Linked DNA regions of Mus musculus: all the other regions are linked to region 2. The links are chromatin contacts, called in public HiChIP or PLAC-seq and capture Hi-C maps. All regions are on one chromosome and are shown on one strand. The core of a region is the stretch at or near the end of the contact, and the rest is flanking DNA. Distances in the headings are between cores, read along the strand shown. Region 1 has its middle 11 kb from the start of Fcrls. Region 2 holds the start of Etv3 (ets variant 3). Region 3 holds the start of Lrrc71 (leucine rich repeat containing 71). Region 4 overlaps Gm31879 (a long non-coding RNA gene). Region 5 holds the start of Cd5l (CD5 antigen-like).

Region 1 (2,700 bases), core at 159-2,658, 250 kb before region 2:
TGAGAGACATGTGGTACCAGGTCCAGTTTAGAAGTTTTTTGGTGTTGTTTCCTGCAGGGTTTGATATGTTTTGTTTCTATTCAACTTATCTCTAAGTTTTAAATGCTACTAGCCACTCAGGAGCATATTGCTTGAATTCTGTACATTTTGAAAGGTCTCTTAGTTCTTCTAACAACTCTCCCCAAATTGTATTCCATTGTGCTCCAAAGAGACGCTTGAAATGGCTTAGAGATCCTTAAGTTTGTCCACTGGTTTGTGGCCTTAGTGGGTCCAATCTGGAGAATGTCTCATGTGCACTTGGGAAGAACACGTGTCATGCTGGTTTTGGTGGAATATTCTGCAAATGCCTGTTACATGGTGTTATAGTAGAGTTTGTATGTGTTCTTTCTTTGTTGGTTTTAATGTCTGGATACTGTTTCAATTGCTGATCATAGGATGTTGAAGCCTCCTGCTATCTTAGCTAGATTTCTGTTGCTGTGATAAAACACTAACTACCAAAAGCAACTTGGGGAGGAAAGGGTTCATTTTACATTATAACTTACAGCATTCATGAAGAAAAGTCAGGACATGAGCTCAGGACAGAAACCTGGAAACAGGATCCGGAGCAGGGGTCATAGAAGAATGCTATTTACTACAGCTTGTTCCCCATGGCTTGCTCAGTTTGCTTTCTTGGACACTCCAGGAGCACCTGCCCAGCAACAGCACTTCCCACTGTGGACTGGGCTCTTCTACATCAGCCATTGATCAAGGAAACACCTCCACAGTCATGCCTATAGGCCAATCTGATGGGACATTTCCTTACTTGAGGTTCCCTCTTCTCAGATGACCCAAGATTGGGTCTAGCTTGGAAAACAGTAACAACAACAACAACAACAACAACAACAACAAAGCAAAGCAAACAAACAAACAAATGGACCAGTACGTGTACTGTTTATATTACAACCCAGGCCTTCCTTTAGATCTAACATTTCTTGTGTATACTTGGATTCTCTGACATTGAGTGAATATATACTTATCATTGTTACATTCTCTTGTCTTAATGAGTTGACATCTTTACAGGTGTCAGGCCACAGCTTACCTTTTCCCGCTCTTTTTATAAAGCACATGTAAAATGTGAAGTCTGGCCCATCAGTTATAAGTCTCCAGACTCGCTTCTGGTTCTTCTCACTTGCGTGTGATTCTCTACGCCTTCACCTTTAGCTTATGTGTCTTTTCAGGCAAAGCTCATATCTTCAGACAATATAAAGTTGGTCTTGTGGTTAGTCCATTACCTGATTTTGTTTCCTTTAGGTAGAGATCTTGGGACTCTTGGGACTTACTTCTGCCATTTTTGTGCAGTTTTCTAATAGCTTTATGCAGCCTTTCTTCCTGTCTTCCTCTTTTGCCACTCGGGCCTGTGGTTTTTGTGGCCTGGGGAAATGCTAAGCTGTTTCCTCTCTTATTTGTTTATCTGCAGTAATCACTTTGTTGTTACTGTGTAACTTCCATTTGAAGATTTCGTAGTTGTAGTATGTGTTTAATCTGGTTGGTCACAGTTTACATTTGGCTTCAGGCAAATATTCTAGAATTTTCCACATACAATCTTTTTATATGATAGTTTGCATTTTTTAATATGTATATTAAATTGTATCTGTAATTCACTATTGGGCATTTTGACTTTTGTTCTTTTGATTGTTTTTATTTTATTTTATTTTTTTTGAGACAGGGTTTCTCTGTGTAGCCCTGGCTGTCCTGGAACTCACTTTGTAGACCAGGCTGGCCTCGAACTCAGAAATCCGCCTGCCTCTGCCTCTGCCTCCCGAGTGCTGGGATTAAAGGCGTGTGCCACCTGCCCCGCTGAATTTTGTTCTTTATAGCAGAGATTTAAAAGATTTGCATACTGCCCTTAGGGTAATGTGATAGGTGAGTGAATTTGGTTATGAATATATGCCATTGTCTCTATAGAACATCTCTTTTTCATCCCTGACATTAAGGCATTCTACAATTCCTATTTAAGGTGGGCTTATTGTTACCAATCTTCTCTTTTCAAGACAGTGCTTCTCTGTGTAGCGGCCCTTCTGATTGCTGCACATTTAGTTTCATTTTTAAAAATTTATAATTATAAATTTGGGCAAATTATTTAAAAAGCACAAAGTTCCATGTACCTTCTGCCCAACCTGCTGCATGTCAGTAGTATTTTCTATAACTATAGTACACATCAAGTCCAGAATACTGCTAAAGATGTAGCTTAGAACCATGGCCTTCTGCGTTCCATCCAGAGGGCCCGGGGATATGAGAATACTCCCTGCAGCCTCCTTTCCCTCCAGGCAATGCTAGGGATGACCAACGGACATTCACTGTTCTAGGAAAGAGCTGAATGTTCCCCTTACTCCCGCTATCTGGGAAGGAGATGCAGGCAATGACTGCAGGCACTTAGCACAGATCACATACTAACCAAGCCTGCTGCTCTGTGATGTAGAACCTCTCCCATACTCTGGAAACATTTAAGAGTGGGTACACCTGTCTGCTGAGACTGAAGCCTCTTCTTCAGCCCCGTACAGTATTCTTCACGCATAAAGAAGATTCCTCTCAGATCTTTTCTAACTTCCTCTTTTTCCATCCCTTCCTGAAAATCTAACAATTACCCACTGTGCTTAGTTAACACTTCACCAGTTAATATTTGCATTTGTTTTTATTATTTGTGCATTCATCTGTATGAGA
Region 2 (2,794 bases), core at 47-2,546:
ACTGTAATTTTGCTACTGTTATGAATTGCAATGTAAATAGGTTTAGACATAGGGGCTTACTAAAGGGGGTCAACCCACAGGTCGAGAACTGCTGATTCGGCTAAACCCTAGCATTTGTTCTGTAGACCCAAACATAGAAAATGGTGTTCTAGACTGGACAGAAGATGGAAACCATTATAAAGCAATTTCTATGCTCAGAGTGCTCATATTTCTAATCCTCTCAATGGTATTTAAATTTTGTTCATTTTACTGACTTTCAAACTAGAAGGGGCGGGAAAACTAGACCTCACCAACACTAGTCCTTCCTTTTTAAGCAGGTAAGGTAACCTTAGGCCATACTGAGTACTGAACTTATCTCAAGACCTCAAGAACTATCAATTATTAGTCTTGCATTGTGACACATATCTTTAATCCCAACAAGTGTGAGGCAGAGGCAGGCAGATCTCTGTGAGTTCGAGGCCAACCTGGGTCTCTACATAGTGCTTTCTAGGGCAGTCAGAGATACATTGTCAAGACCTCTGGCAAAACAAACAAAACAGTAGTAGAAGCCAGAAGGCCAGTTGTGGTAGTATATACCTATAATCCTACACACACAAGTACAGCATGAGATAATTACAAATTCATTGGCCAGTCTGGGAAGGGAGGTGCTAATAGGCATATCCAAAGCTAGAAGCCAACCTTTGATACAAATCATGGTAAGACTTCCATGTTCTGTGTCGTTCCCAGGAGGGAAAGGTTGTGATTGCATAAAGTTGTTGCTACGCACTCGTGCACTCGATGAAGACTTCAATTCTGCCTCTCATCTTCGCCTTCCCCCACTTTTCACCACTTTTCACTCTCATCCACTTAACCTTTACTGGTCCCAACACTGCCTCTGGAGGGAAACTAGGGCTGGGAACCATTTGGAATTACGGAAGCTGATTTCACATCCCTTATCACTAACTCTTGAACAAAATTTGTCTGGGACAAAATTGTAATTGCTTAATCGGGAACAAAAGGCAAAGGGAAAGGGAGGGGGGAGCGGTGTTTGAATGGCAAAGTCGTGCACGCTGTAACACTTGGACGAGGCAGATCAGGACTAAAAATGGAACAGTGCAAGGCAAGGCCAACTTCGCACGTGCCTCTGAAGCTCCTGTGCTCCTGTCAGCGCGGAAGAGCCTTCCTTCTGCAGAGGGTTCCAGCCCCGCGGCCTCCGAGCCACGGAGGGGCACCGGTACCTTCTGGGCGGAAGCCGTGCCGCTCACGACACCGCCCCCTCCCACCCTGGCCCAGAGTGGAAGTGACGAAAGCCGCCGCGGAGTCACTTCCTTCTGGGTGGATGAGGAGGAGCCCGAGCTGCCGCGGAGGAGCCCGAGTGGAGACGGACGGCGCCGGAGAGGTGAGACTGGTGGCGTCGGCGGTCGCGGCCCGCGCGGGCAGGACGGAAGGGACGCGGATGAGGGCGGCCGTGGAAGCCGCTGCGGACCAGCGGGAGCGGCGAGCCCCGCCGCAGGCCGGGAGGGTGACCGAGCGCCCTGGGGGAGTCGCGAACACCTGCAGACGCGCCTGCGGGCTCCGAGGGGCTGGATGGGCACATCGGGGGCCGGAGGATCGAGGAGAGGGTGCCCGGCTCGGGCGTCGGCCAGCGCGAGCCCACGGACACCAGGCTGAAGGGTGTTCTGGAGCAGGGAAAGGGCCCTGCGATCCGACAGCGCAGGGTAGGAGTTAGTCCCGGACAGTGTCCCAGAGCCTTGGAGAAATCGGTGTCTCTTCAACCCCATCATCACGGAAATGGGAGAGGAAGCTCTGCCCAGCCCTGGTGCCTTGTTACTTGTGTATATCCTGTGTGTGCCACTGTCTGTCTGTTGCCTCTTTCCTTGAGCCATTTGTCAGCTCCTGGATCCCGAGGGTTGTCATGGACTGAAACTTACTGTTCTCCTTAGTGTATTTGTCGTCAACGAAAATGCAGAACACCTAGAGGAATTCTAGGTTAGATGAAATTTCCAAGATTAGGAATTTGTCCCACCCCACCCTGGGGCCTCTGAAGCACCTGCAGTTGCTCCAGACCTGCTCTGGTTGGTGCCGGGGGCTGTCCACCCTGCAGGGTAATGAGAGTAAGTCAGGTCTCTCCTCCTCCGTCATTCCCGGTCAGTTTCACCCTCTCCTCCTATTCGCTGAAGGACTGACACAAAGCTGTCTGCTGCTGGGAACGGGAAATTTATTGAGGAACTATAAATCTGCATGGAATGAATTCAGATCCTAGCAAGATGCCTTCCTCCACCGGCCAGGCGATCTGAAGTACCTACTTTACCCTTTTTATTTCCCTGTTAAGTAGATGGCATAACATTTTTTTTCACAAAATTTTAGGAAAGTGACATGTTTCTTGTATGGAGTGGCTGTACACAGGACATGTTTACTTTCTGTATCTCAGAATACTGTTGGAAGGTGAGCCCAGTTTCTGACTGGAAGATGTCCTTCTCACACAATTCAAGAAATACGTAGGATCGGATGTTCCTTTTTGAATAGGGGATTTGGATTTTTTTTTTTCTCCCACTTCTTAAGTTGGTGTGTCTGGGTGAATTCAGGCTTGTGTATCTTGGCATCTGGGCTTGTCTACCAACAGAAAACAAACTGTGTGGCTTGCTTTTGCTGCCGTTTTGGACTTCTTTCACTGTTCCCTTCCCTCTCTTATGTCGGAGGGTCGGTTGGTCACAAGGAAGAAAGCAGATATTAAGGACAGTGTTTACACTTTGCGGCTAAGGTCAGGTGAGAGATAATTATGGCTTTTGAGGTGGATGACCCAAGGACCATCATT
Region 3 (2,752 bases), core at 62-2,561, 220 kb after region 2:
CATCCTTCACCAACTCCATCTCCCAGGAGCCTAACACACCCTCTCAAACCTTCACTGTCCTGTGCCGATGATCACCGTCCCTGGACTGGGCTACTCAGAGTCACACTCACCTTTCTGCTGCCCCTATCTCTGTTTCCCATCTCCTCCATGCACAGCCAGCGTTTCTTTTTCTCTTTTACTCCCTTGGGTCACACTGTCTTGATGTATTGTTCTATAAGGAACTTAGTGCCTCCTGCCTCAGTACCCCGAGTGCTGGGATCACAAGTATGTGTGTGGGCTTTCTGTGCCCAGCAAACCCTGGCCTATCTGTCTTCCCTATGAAAGATGCTTTTTCTCCAGTTCCTTATACCCTGCCTATCCCTGGGCACTAGCGCTGACAGGAAAACAGCACCTGGCAAAAGGCAGACCGGCAGCATCTTTTCCCAGTGTTTTATTTCCATTGCAAGGAAAACGGGGTCCTGACCCTCTTTAATAACAAAAGCATCGAATTTGTATCAAGATGCCTTCTGATACATTCCCTTTTGTGCTTAATTGGTTCAAACTGAGTTCTGTCCCTTGCAACATGAGAAGCAATGGTCCTGTTAATCCAACTTTAATAGTTTTCTTTAAGCGTGCCAAAGCACAACTGTGACCATGGCCACAGAGAAGACACTCAAAAGTAACTGTTGTCTAAATGAATATCCATAGAGCTGTGTTCCTAAACCTTCCCACAGCCCCACGGGATCTTCTCACCACTGCCTCAGCCTTCTTTGACCTATCTTGTCACATCTTACAGTGCACGTCAGCTTCCCCAGGCAATGTGTACTCTTTAAGACCAACCCCTGAGGAGGTGGGATGTGCTGATCCACATTTGATCTCGGAGGAGATAGGTAGACCTCTGAGTTCGGGGTCAGCCTAGTCTGTAGAGCAAGTTGCTGACCAGTTTTAATTTTAAAAAAGAAAAAAAAAGAAAACGTCAAGTCCAATTAATCCAGCCCTGCCCCGCCAGCATACCCGGATTTTTTGGCTCGTCCTCTCCCACCGGGGGCAGGGTGCTTGCTGTCTTATCTTTAGCAGCCCGATCCCCCTTCTTGGTTACTGCTCCGGATGACTTCTGGGCCCCAGGACGCGGAGTCCTGGGTGAGGTCCCTGTAGTGCTTGGCTCACTTGACATAGGGGTGCTTTTGGACCCCTCGAGTGAGAGGCAAGATGAAACGGGACTCTGTGGGCCTCACCCCTAGGATCTCCACTCAGCCAAGCGACTCCGCGACTGCCCTCTCCAGGGCAACCCAGCCTGATTGGGTGGGGCTGTGGCCGGAGCAACGGGCAAAGAGTGCACGTGGAGGCCCCTGACTCTGCCAGAGCCAGAGCCAGTGGGCGTGGCTAGGCGTAGGGCATAGATGCGTGGAATCTAGGGCAGTGCAGCTAGGGCCCTAATGGTCTGTACTCTCTGTACTCGCAGAGGAGGTTGTGGGGGGAGAGGACAACGCACTGAGCTAGAAGGTTGTAGGGGAGAGAGAGTGCCTTGTGAAGGGCCCAAGTGGTAAGGGCTCGGGCTATGCTGAGTTCTTTGCCAGCTCTCCTCAGCTCCCTGGAGGTCTGGAGGCTTGTCTGCTGGTTTGATCTAGGAGGTCCCATCTTTACCATTTCGCCATCCCGGGCCCCTTTGAGTTGCTTGGCTCCTCATTCAGTACCACAGCAGCACGGATGCTGCTCTCTGCTGAGACTCTATCTCTGAGGAGAGCTCCAAACTAGGCTCTGGGGGACACTGGGGACACGGTATTGCTGGTACTTTGATTCAGCCACTCAGCTTTTAGAGGAACATTTATTGAGTGACTACCCTGTGCCAAGGAAACCAATAGTGAGTGAGCCTAAACACCAGAGTCCTGCATCAGAGAGCTGGCGATCAGCCTCTCCACTAGGGGGAGGCAGACGCTAATCTAGCAACAGGGGAAAGCACATCGGAGTGCAGCTTGAGCTGTGCATGTGACCCTGAGCCGTTAAACCCAGCACTCAAGAGGCAGAGGCAAGCAGAGCTCTTGAGTTCCAGGCCAGCCAGGACTACATAGTGAGACAGAGTCTCAAAAACAAAACAAAATGCAACAATCCCATCTTCTTGCCTGGTACCACTTCTGCCTTCTGTGGGTACGTGGAGAAGAGAGTAGCTATGAAGCAGATGTGGGGTGGGTGTTCTGTGGAATATGTGAAGGGCAAGCAGGACTCAACGGGTAACTTAGGAAGGCTGAACTTAGATGTGCCAATTCCTGGGCTGGGAAGTAGGGTGGCAGACAGCCTTCATTCTGGGAAAGAATGAAGCGAGACGGGAAAGGGAGACTGCAGGACCGTCAAGGCGTACCAGGAGGACAAACACCAGAGTCGGGGAGCAATCCTCTGAGCAAAGACATGGAGGATTACTGGGTGAAGGGCAGGCAGGTAGTTAGGGCCTGCTGCTGGTGGAGCTCTAACTAGTTAAGCTTGGAAGCTGACTACTAGATAAGATGGAAAGTGCAGAAGGCAGAACCTATACCTGACTCCCTCTAAAGCCAACTAGAGACACACACAGCCTGCCTGAGCATACACACAGAAAAGGTACCCAACACATACTTTTAAAAAAAATCGATCTAAAATCACACTTGTACAACAACATTCTGCCCACCAGCTTATGTCCACAGGGACTTGAGCAGTGGGTGGGAAAAGAGGGTTAGACACTTTGTCAACTAGTGTCTCCCTCGGTGGAAGCACAGGGCCACAGTCCGTCTCTGTTCACTTCACC
Region 4 (2,966 bases), core at 380-2,879, 230 kb before region 2:
TTTCCTCTCTGCTCTCATGAGAGTAGGGCATATCCATAAAACAAATCTTTCTCTGATTCATCACTTTGTCTGCCGCTCAATTAGAAATCATTTTCAAACATGGCTGCTTCCTTCTACAAACTAATTTTACCTTTGTTGTTTGAGGTTAAAGGTGTATACCAAGGGCGTGTCTGTATTCCAGCCAGAGGGATTAGAAGTATATGCTAAGGTGGAGCCACACCAGGACTAGAAACAGGTTTTCCCAGGAAACAACACAATCTTGGGGGTCACAGTGTGATCAAATATTTTGCAAGACTCTAGGGGTTTATAGCTATTCAAACCACCACAGCTATTAAGAATTATAATTGATATATGCCACAAAGAAAAATTATAAAATGTGATGGACAGAGGTCAAGACATCTATATTTGGTTTTGATAAGTTATGATTCTTGTGAGTGGCAGAAATTCAAATTTAGGTTTAAAAAAGAAAATGCCAGAGGGAATATAATAGTACAATAGTCTGTGTTTTCTAAAACTCAGCCTGGAATAGGAGGTAAATTGTTGACAATTTGGGGGGAAAGCATAAGCCCAACAAAGGTAAGGGAGAAGGAAGTTAGGAAAGCGCACAGGTAGGAGGGACTGTGACATGGGGCACTGTCATGCTGTTCTTGAGCACATCAAGCCTGAGGGAAAACAAGGTCATAAAATAGATGACTTAAGAAGACTTCTCTTGGGAGGTTGTGTGGTGCTGTTCCTCAGGAGGAATGGAGAGTCTGTGATTCTCTGTGTCCTGAGTAGTGAGTGACGCTACCCAGAGGTTCTCAACTTGTAGGCTGTGACCTTGAACGACCCATTCGTGGGTCACTTAAGACCATCAGAAAACACAGATACCATGATTCATAACAGTAGCAAAGTTACAGTTGCTAGTTAAGAAGTAACAATGAAAATAATTTTGTGGTTGGGGTCACCACAACATGAAGATCTGTATTAAAGGGTCACAGCATCAGGGAGGTTGAGATCTACTGCCCTAGAAAGTTTAAAGTGCCCATAAGTGGAGTAAAGAACTTGATATGCAAACTGTGGTAGAGCTAGACTTCCCTTAAAGAGAGCTTCTCAACCATGCATGGATGGCACACACCTCTAATCCCAGCACTCGAGAGGCAGAGGCTTGCAGACAGATCTCTGAGTTCAAGACCAGCCTGGTTTATAGAGTGAGTTCCAGAACAGCAAGGGCCAAAGAGAAAAACCCTACCTTGAAAAGCAAAAAACAGAGATAGAAATAGATGATAGATAGGTAGATAGATAGATAGATAGATAGATAGATAGATAGATAGATAAATAGATAGATAGATGATAGATCATAGATAATAGATAGATGATACATGATAGATGGATGGTAGATAGATTATAGATAGATGACAGACAGACAGACAGGCAGGCAGGCACAGGCAGACAGACAGACAGACAGATGAATGGATGCTAGAGCATTTCAATTCCTGCTGCACTGTGACACACTGACCGGGATGACAATGATGATGGCAGAGGCTGCTGAAATCCATGTCACTTATTTCCCGCTATTGTGGCCTCCCCCGTGTCCTCAGATGTCTGCACTTGGCACTTGTTTGCTCTAAAAATATTGCTTGATATGAGGAAGTTCGAGGCCTGCGGGAGAAGACAGGCACTCCATGGTGCCTTTGCATGGGGACTAGGACTGGCTTCTGATTGCAGTGGCTACTGAGATACCTGTATGCCTGGCTTGCTTTTTATTCTGAAACAGGGAATCAATTCCCTGAGGCTGAAGAAGGCTGGCAGAGAAGTCATCTAAAGGTGTGAGGCCATAACTGCTCATCACAATGTATGAAGACAGGGAAGTTTGCAGAATGCAGTTCTTGGAGACATAGGGAAATTAATTTGCTTTTCTCTCCTGGCTTTTGTTTGTTTTGTTTTTAGATATCCTATTTACTCATGGCCCATTCAACTAATTGACACAAACGTCTCTGCATTCAGTGAGCTTCTGTAGATGACTGGGGCAAGGGCTTCCCATCAATGGTCAAAGGGAGAAACCTGAGCATCATCAACAGTATAAGTTTGTTAACTTAAACCTGCAGTATTGCCGCTGATGTATTGCTAAATTCTCCACTCCCTGATGAGAGAGGAGTTTTAAAGATTTATTGGAACAAATCTGTAAATGATTCTTGTGTGTGGATCCCCACCCAGATGTTTGTTTTGTGTCTTCCTCTATGCTGCTTTCTGACTTTTGCTGTGCATTGAGATCAATATTTATGCTTCATACAGCTCAGCTCACCATGCACTGCTGGAAACATCTCTGTATACTACAATATTTATTTTCTTCTCCAGGGGATCTTTCTGAAATCTAATCATTGGAGCTAAAGTGATGGCTTCGAGGTTAAAAGTGAGTACTGCTCTTGCAGAGGACCTGAGTTTGGTTGCCAGCACCCACATGAGTCAGGGGACTCATAACTACCTCTTACTCCAGTTCCAAGGGATCTGACACCTTTTCTGGACTTCATAGTCACCAAGCATGCACATACTACACAGAATTAAGTAAAGTGAAAACATTAATACACATTTAAAAAAGAAAAGGAAAAAAAAAGGACAGAACAGGGCATGGTGGCCCACACATTCAATCCCAGCACTCAAAACAGGAGGCAGATGAATCTCTTGTGAGTTCAAGGTCAGCCTGCTCTACATGGTGAGCTTCAGGCCAGCCAGGGAAACATAGTGAGACCCTGTCAAAAAACAAACAAACAAAACAAAACAAAAACCTCAAAACCAAACCAAACCAAAAAACAAAACAAAACAAAAAAAACCCCACAGAGTCCCAGCTGGTTGATTTTACTGTCCATGAATGCTAAGATCCTCACTTCATAATAAGAAGCCTCAGAGTGGTAAAAACCTGGCAACTCATTTCACAAACTTGGGTGTCAGCTCTGAGTGACTGCAAGGAACAGCTTTTAGTCAAGGCA
Region 5 (2,956 bases), core at 422-2,921, 170 kb before region 2:
TCCCATGGCCCTAGCACACCAACTCCTGCCTTTTTGCCCTCCCAGGCACCCATCTGCTGTTGATAAATGGACAATTGTGCTTTTGTTGGCTTGTGCCCTACCAAGCTCTGCTACTCTCAGTTCTTAGCCCCTGGTCACCACCTCAGGCAGACGTAGTCACTTCCTACATTGTGTCCTCAAAATTCTTCCATTCCCCTGTCTTACAGCAGATTTTATGACTTATTCTTTTGGGGTTCCAAGCCAGCCCTGGTCACTCTCTTCCTTCAACACATCCTCTGGAGATTCAAGGCTGCTGAAAACTGTTTTTGGAGAAAACGATTGTTAGAACATGGGCCTGCACCTTTAGACCAGACCCCAAAGCCTGTATCATGTAACGCCATGCAGCTTTCTCTGGGACAGGGTTAAGAAACAGTGTGTTCTGTGACTTGACAGCTTTCCATGCCCTTTGTCACCTCTGCTGTGATGAACTAACTCATGTGATGTAGGACTTCCTGCTACTCCTCAGAGGCTATAGAATGATAGACCTTTCCTTTGTTCTTGGGGTGGGCCTGAGCCTCCTCACAAGGAGTTTCTCATAGAGGTATTGTGCAGGCTCCTTTTGCCTCCTCCCACCATGCCCTGTCAGTGTCTCAACCCCGCCCCGCTCCCCCACCCCCAATCTCACTCATAATGGAACTTCTCCAAGTTTTAAAGGGAAACCTCTCCTTCACTGTAAGGTTCCATCAAGTTTAGATCCTCATATGATTGTTTCGAATGTTCTCCCTTCCACCTCAAGGCCCCTTCGTGGTCTTAGCATCTTCTCTTTTTAATAAACTTTCCATCCAAAGGAAACCCTGAATTATGTGTCGGCTTCCCATTCTGAACTGACTGACACTATTATCTTCTTTTACTATTTTTTTAAATAAGTAAACAAAGAGATAAAGGACTAAAACTAAACCCCATGGTAAACCAAGTTTCACGCTAAGTAATCTAAGCTATGCCACCATCGGGGAAAGCTTACTTTGCTAGAAAGAGCCAAGGTTATATCCATGCTTGAAGCTTTATGTGCCACTAAATTAGCTCTTGAAGGGCAGGTGTGCTTAATAATGGAGGACTTGAGAGGGCTGAGCATCCTGATGGATATGCGGCTCAATTTGTTTTTTAACATAATTTAGACTGGAAGAACACCTGAGTTTAGTGAAGGATGTCTGTCCCTCACCACAGGGATTTGTGGCCATCCAAGTTGCAAAGATGGGTACAACTAGCAAACCCTAGGAGAGCAAGCAGACTATGTGTTAGGCTTCTGACCAGCACTCGGGAAGCTGGTTGAAGGTAGGAAAGCCATCCCTAAAAACAGAGATAGATGCCACAATCGTGACTTACATTTGGAAGTCAAGTCATTGCCCCACAGACCCTCAATGGAGGCTAAATATGGTCTAGGCTTCTAATGAAAGAGGACTGTACTGGGGTATCTACCTTCCCTTAGGAAGACTGTTTCTTCATTAACATAGAGCAGAAACTAAAGCAGAGACAGGTTGAGTTAGGCTTTCAGTATGATGAAATCATGATAAGAAAGCCTCCCTCCACCCACATTTTTTCAGGATCTTGGCCACTCAGTCACCTCCCTTCCTCTGGCCATGCTGAACTCAGCACATCTGGCTCTATCAGTCCCACCCCCTGGGCCTTTGGTCATTTGATAAAGCTCCTACTGCACACAGGACCTGCCTCTCTTCCTTATTCTAGTGTTCAAACCAAATACCACTGCCTGAGGCCTACAGCCTGTCTCACCACTCCATCGTCAGCTGCCTGGGCCATGGCTCCATTGTTCAACTTGATGCTGGGTGAGTGTCCCTGCTTCTGTGGCTAATCTTGTCACAGAGGAGGCAAGTGTCTGGGGCTTTCTGGAGATGTTACTAGGAGGATATTCTCCAATCCTGATTCAGGCATCTTTCAAAAGCAGTTTTCTATATATGGTAACTTATTCTAAACCTTAGAAAGCCCCCTAAAGCCATATTTGGAGTTTGCCTTGATTGTCAGATTTCTGTCTATTTCCTTATATCTACACAAATTTTCCTTTGACACACATGTACAATTAAAAAAATGACTGGATGTTGGGTAGAAGTGAGGTAGAGCAAGGAGAGAAAGGACATCTCTCAGGGGATCTGCTTGGCTAGCTCACAGTTACCCCTTGAGAGTATTTTGTTTCTTGTAATAAGACTTTGACAACATCCTTTCCCTATCTTTTTAAAAGTCTTTATTGAAAGAAAGAAAGTAGAGTTGCAAAATAACCATCTCTCATTAGTCTATTAATCTAGCATCCTCTGGAAATGATTCACAGGGTTCTCTAATTTTCCCAAGGTCAGTCTAGATACTGGATAATCTAGAGTTTTGAATTGCAAAGAAACATGTATTTTTAGTCATGGCTCTTAACTGAATTTCTAGGTTACCATACTTCACTGAAGTTTTGCTCTCTAAAGTAAAGATGAAGTTAAAATCCTAAAAAGTTTTAAAAAGGATTTTGTATGTTGTCTGTGTGTTTGTGTGTATAACAGAGGGAAAACTTGGGTTGCTGGTTAACCTTATTTTGAGACCATTCCATTGGCCCGAGTTGGCCAATCAGTCTAGGTTGGTTGGCCGATGAGCACTGGGGAGTCTCCCTCCTCTGTCTATCCAGTACTAGGACTACAAGTTCATGCCCTTCTAGAAGCCTTTTAATAATGTGATTAATATGTGATAGCCAGTGATGTCTGCTGATCTGCTACCCTATAAGTGTCATCCATTTTTAGTATCTTGATTACTGAAAGCATCACTAAAGCCTACACTGTTCTTTCCGCTTCAGACATATATGTCTGATGAAGGGTCTTTACCACATCTTAAACATCTCTACAACCATGCAGAAACCAACACTAGCCTTGCCTCTTGTGGATTACTGTTGAGCCTTCAAGGTCTCACCTGAAGTCTCATTTCCTTCAGAAAG

What was found. HiChIP or PLAC-seq counts read pairs in DNA pulled down with a chosen protein or histone mark. Capture Hi-C pulls out chosen DNA fragments and counts their contacts.
Region 1: an H3K4me3 HiChIP or PLAC-seq map of bone marrow-derived macrophages shows a contact between it and region 2, with 6 times the contacts expected there. The contact joins the enhancer-like site here to the promoter of Etv3 in region 2. A contact is called at or near these places in 1 of 39 promoter capture datasets (embryonic stem cells), 1 of 484 Hi-C or Micro-C datasets (bone marrow-derived macrophages), 6 of 115 datasets of contacts at active chromatin or transcription factors (bone marrow-derived macrophages, embryonic stem cells and microglia) and 3 of 9 other capture datasets (adipose tissue, liver and macrophages).
Region 3: an H3K4me3 HiChIP or PLAC-seq map of embryonic stem cells shows a contact between it and region 2, with 3 times the contacts expected there. The contact joins the promoter of Lrrc71 here to the promoter of Etv3 in region 2. A contact is called at or near these places in 1 of 39 promoter capture datasets (embryonic stem cells), 3 of 484 Hi-C or Micro-C datasets (embryonic stem cells, group 2 innate lymphoid cells and nephron progenitors), 6 of 115 datasets of contacts at active chromatin or transcription factors (embryonic stem cells, large pre-B cells, memory CD8 T cells and 1 more) and 1 of 9 other capture datasets (embryonic stem cells).
Region 4: an H3K4me3 HiChIP or PLAC-seq map of bone marrow-derived macrophages shows a contact between it and region 2, with 3 times the contacts expected there. The contact joins the enhancer-like site here to the promoter of Etv3 in region 2. A contact is called at or near these places in 1 of 39 promoter capture datasets (pre-B cells), 1 of 484 Hi-C or Micro-C datasets (bone marrow-derived macrophages) and 6 of 115 datasets of contacts at active chromatin or transcription factors (acute myeloid leukemia, bone marrow-derived macrophages, embryonic stem cells and 2 more).
Region 5: a contact with region 2 is called in a capture Hi-C map of macrophages, with 4 times the contacts expected there. The contact joins the promoter of Cd5l here to the promoter of Etv3 in region 2. A contact is called at or near these places in 1 of 39 promoter capture datasets (pre-B cells), 1 of 115 datasets of contacts at active chromatin or transcription factors (bone marrow-derived macrophages) and 2 of 9 other capture datasets (liver and macrophages).

The regions. Positions count from the first base shown.
Region 1 is chr3:87,273,168-87,275,867 of GRCm38.p6, forward strand. No RefSeq gene overlaps it. Among named protein-coding and RNA genes, the nearest start is that of Fcrls, 11 kb to the left of the region's middle. Within about 2 kb of position 1,409, at least 12 of the 459 cell types and tissues checked have an H3K27ac peak or open chromatin away from gene starts, as enhancers often do. A contact at or near this core is called in bone marrow-derived macrophages and microglia, where this site is marked.
Region 2 is chr3:87,524,282-87,527,075 of GRCm38.p6, forward strand. Etv3 (ets variant 3) reads left to right here and starts at 1,297. Exons shown (of 5, transcript NM_001083318.2): 1 at 1,297-1,378.
Region 3 is chr3:87,747,312-87,750,063 of GRCm38.p6, forward strand. It overlaps Lrrc71 (leucine rich repeat containing 71), which reads right to left and starts at 1,312. Exons shown (of 15, transcript NM_028971.1): 1 at 994-1,312. The coding sequence starts at 1,153. It overlaps Pear1 (platelet endothelial aggregation receptor 1), which reads right to left. Exons shown (of 25, transcript NM_152799.2): 25 at 1,786-2,752.
Region 4 is chr3:87,298,467-87,301,432 of GRCm38.p6, forward strand. Gm31879 (a long non-coding RNA gene) reads left to right here. Exons shown (of 3, transcript XR_375779.2): 3 at 2,338-2,441. Among named protein-coding and RNA genes, the nearest start is that of Gm31879, 9.6 kb to the left of the region's middle. Within about 2 kb of position 1,630, at least 4 of the 459 cell types and tissues checked have an H3K27ac peak or open chromatin away from gene starts, as enhancers often do. A contact at or near this core is called in bone marrow-derived macrophages and microglia, where this site is marked.
Region 5 is chr3:87,356,210-87,359,165 of GRCm38.p6, forward strand. Cd5l (CD5 antigen-like) reads left to right here and starts at 1,672. Exons shown (of 6, transcript NM_009690.2): 1 at 1,672-1,820. The coding sequence starts at 1,793.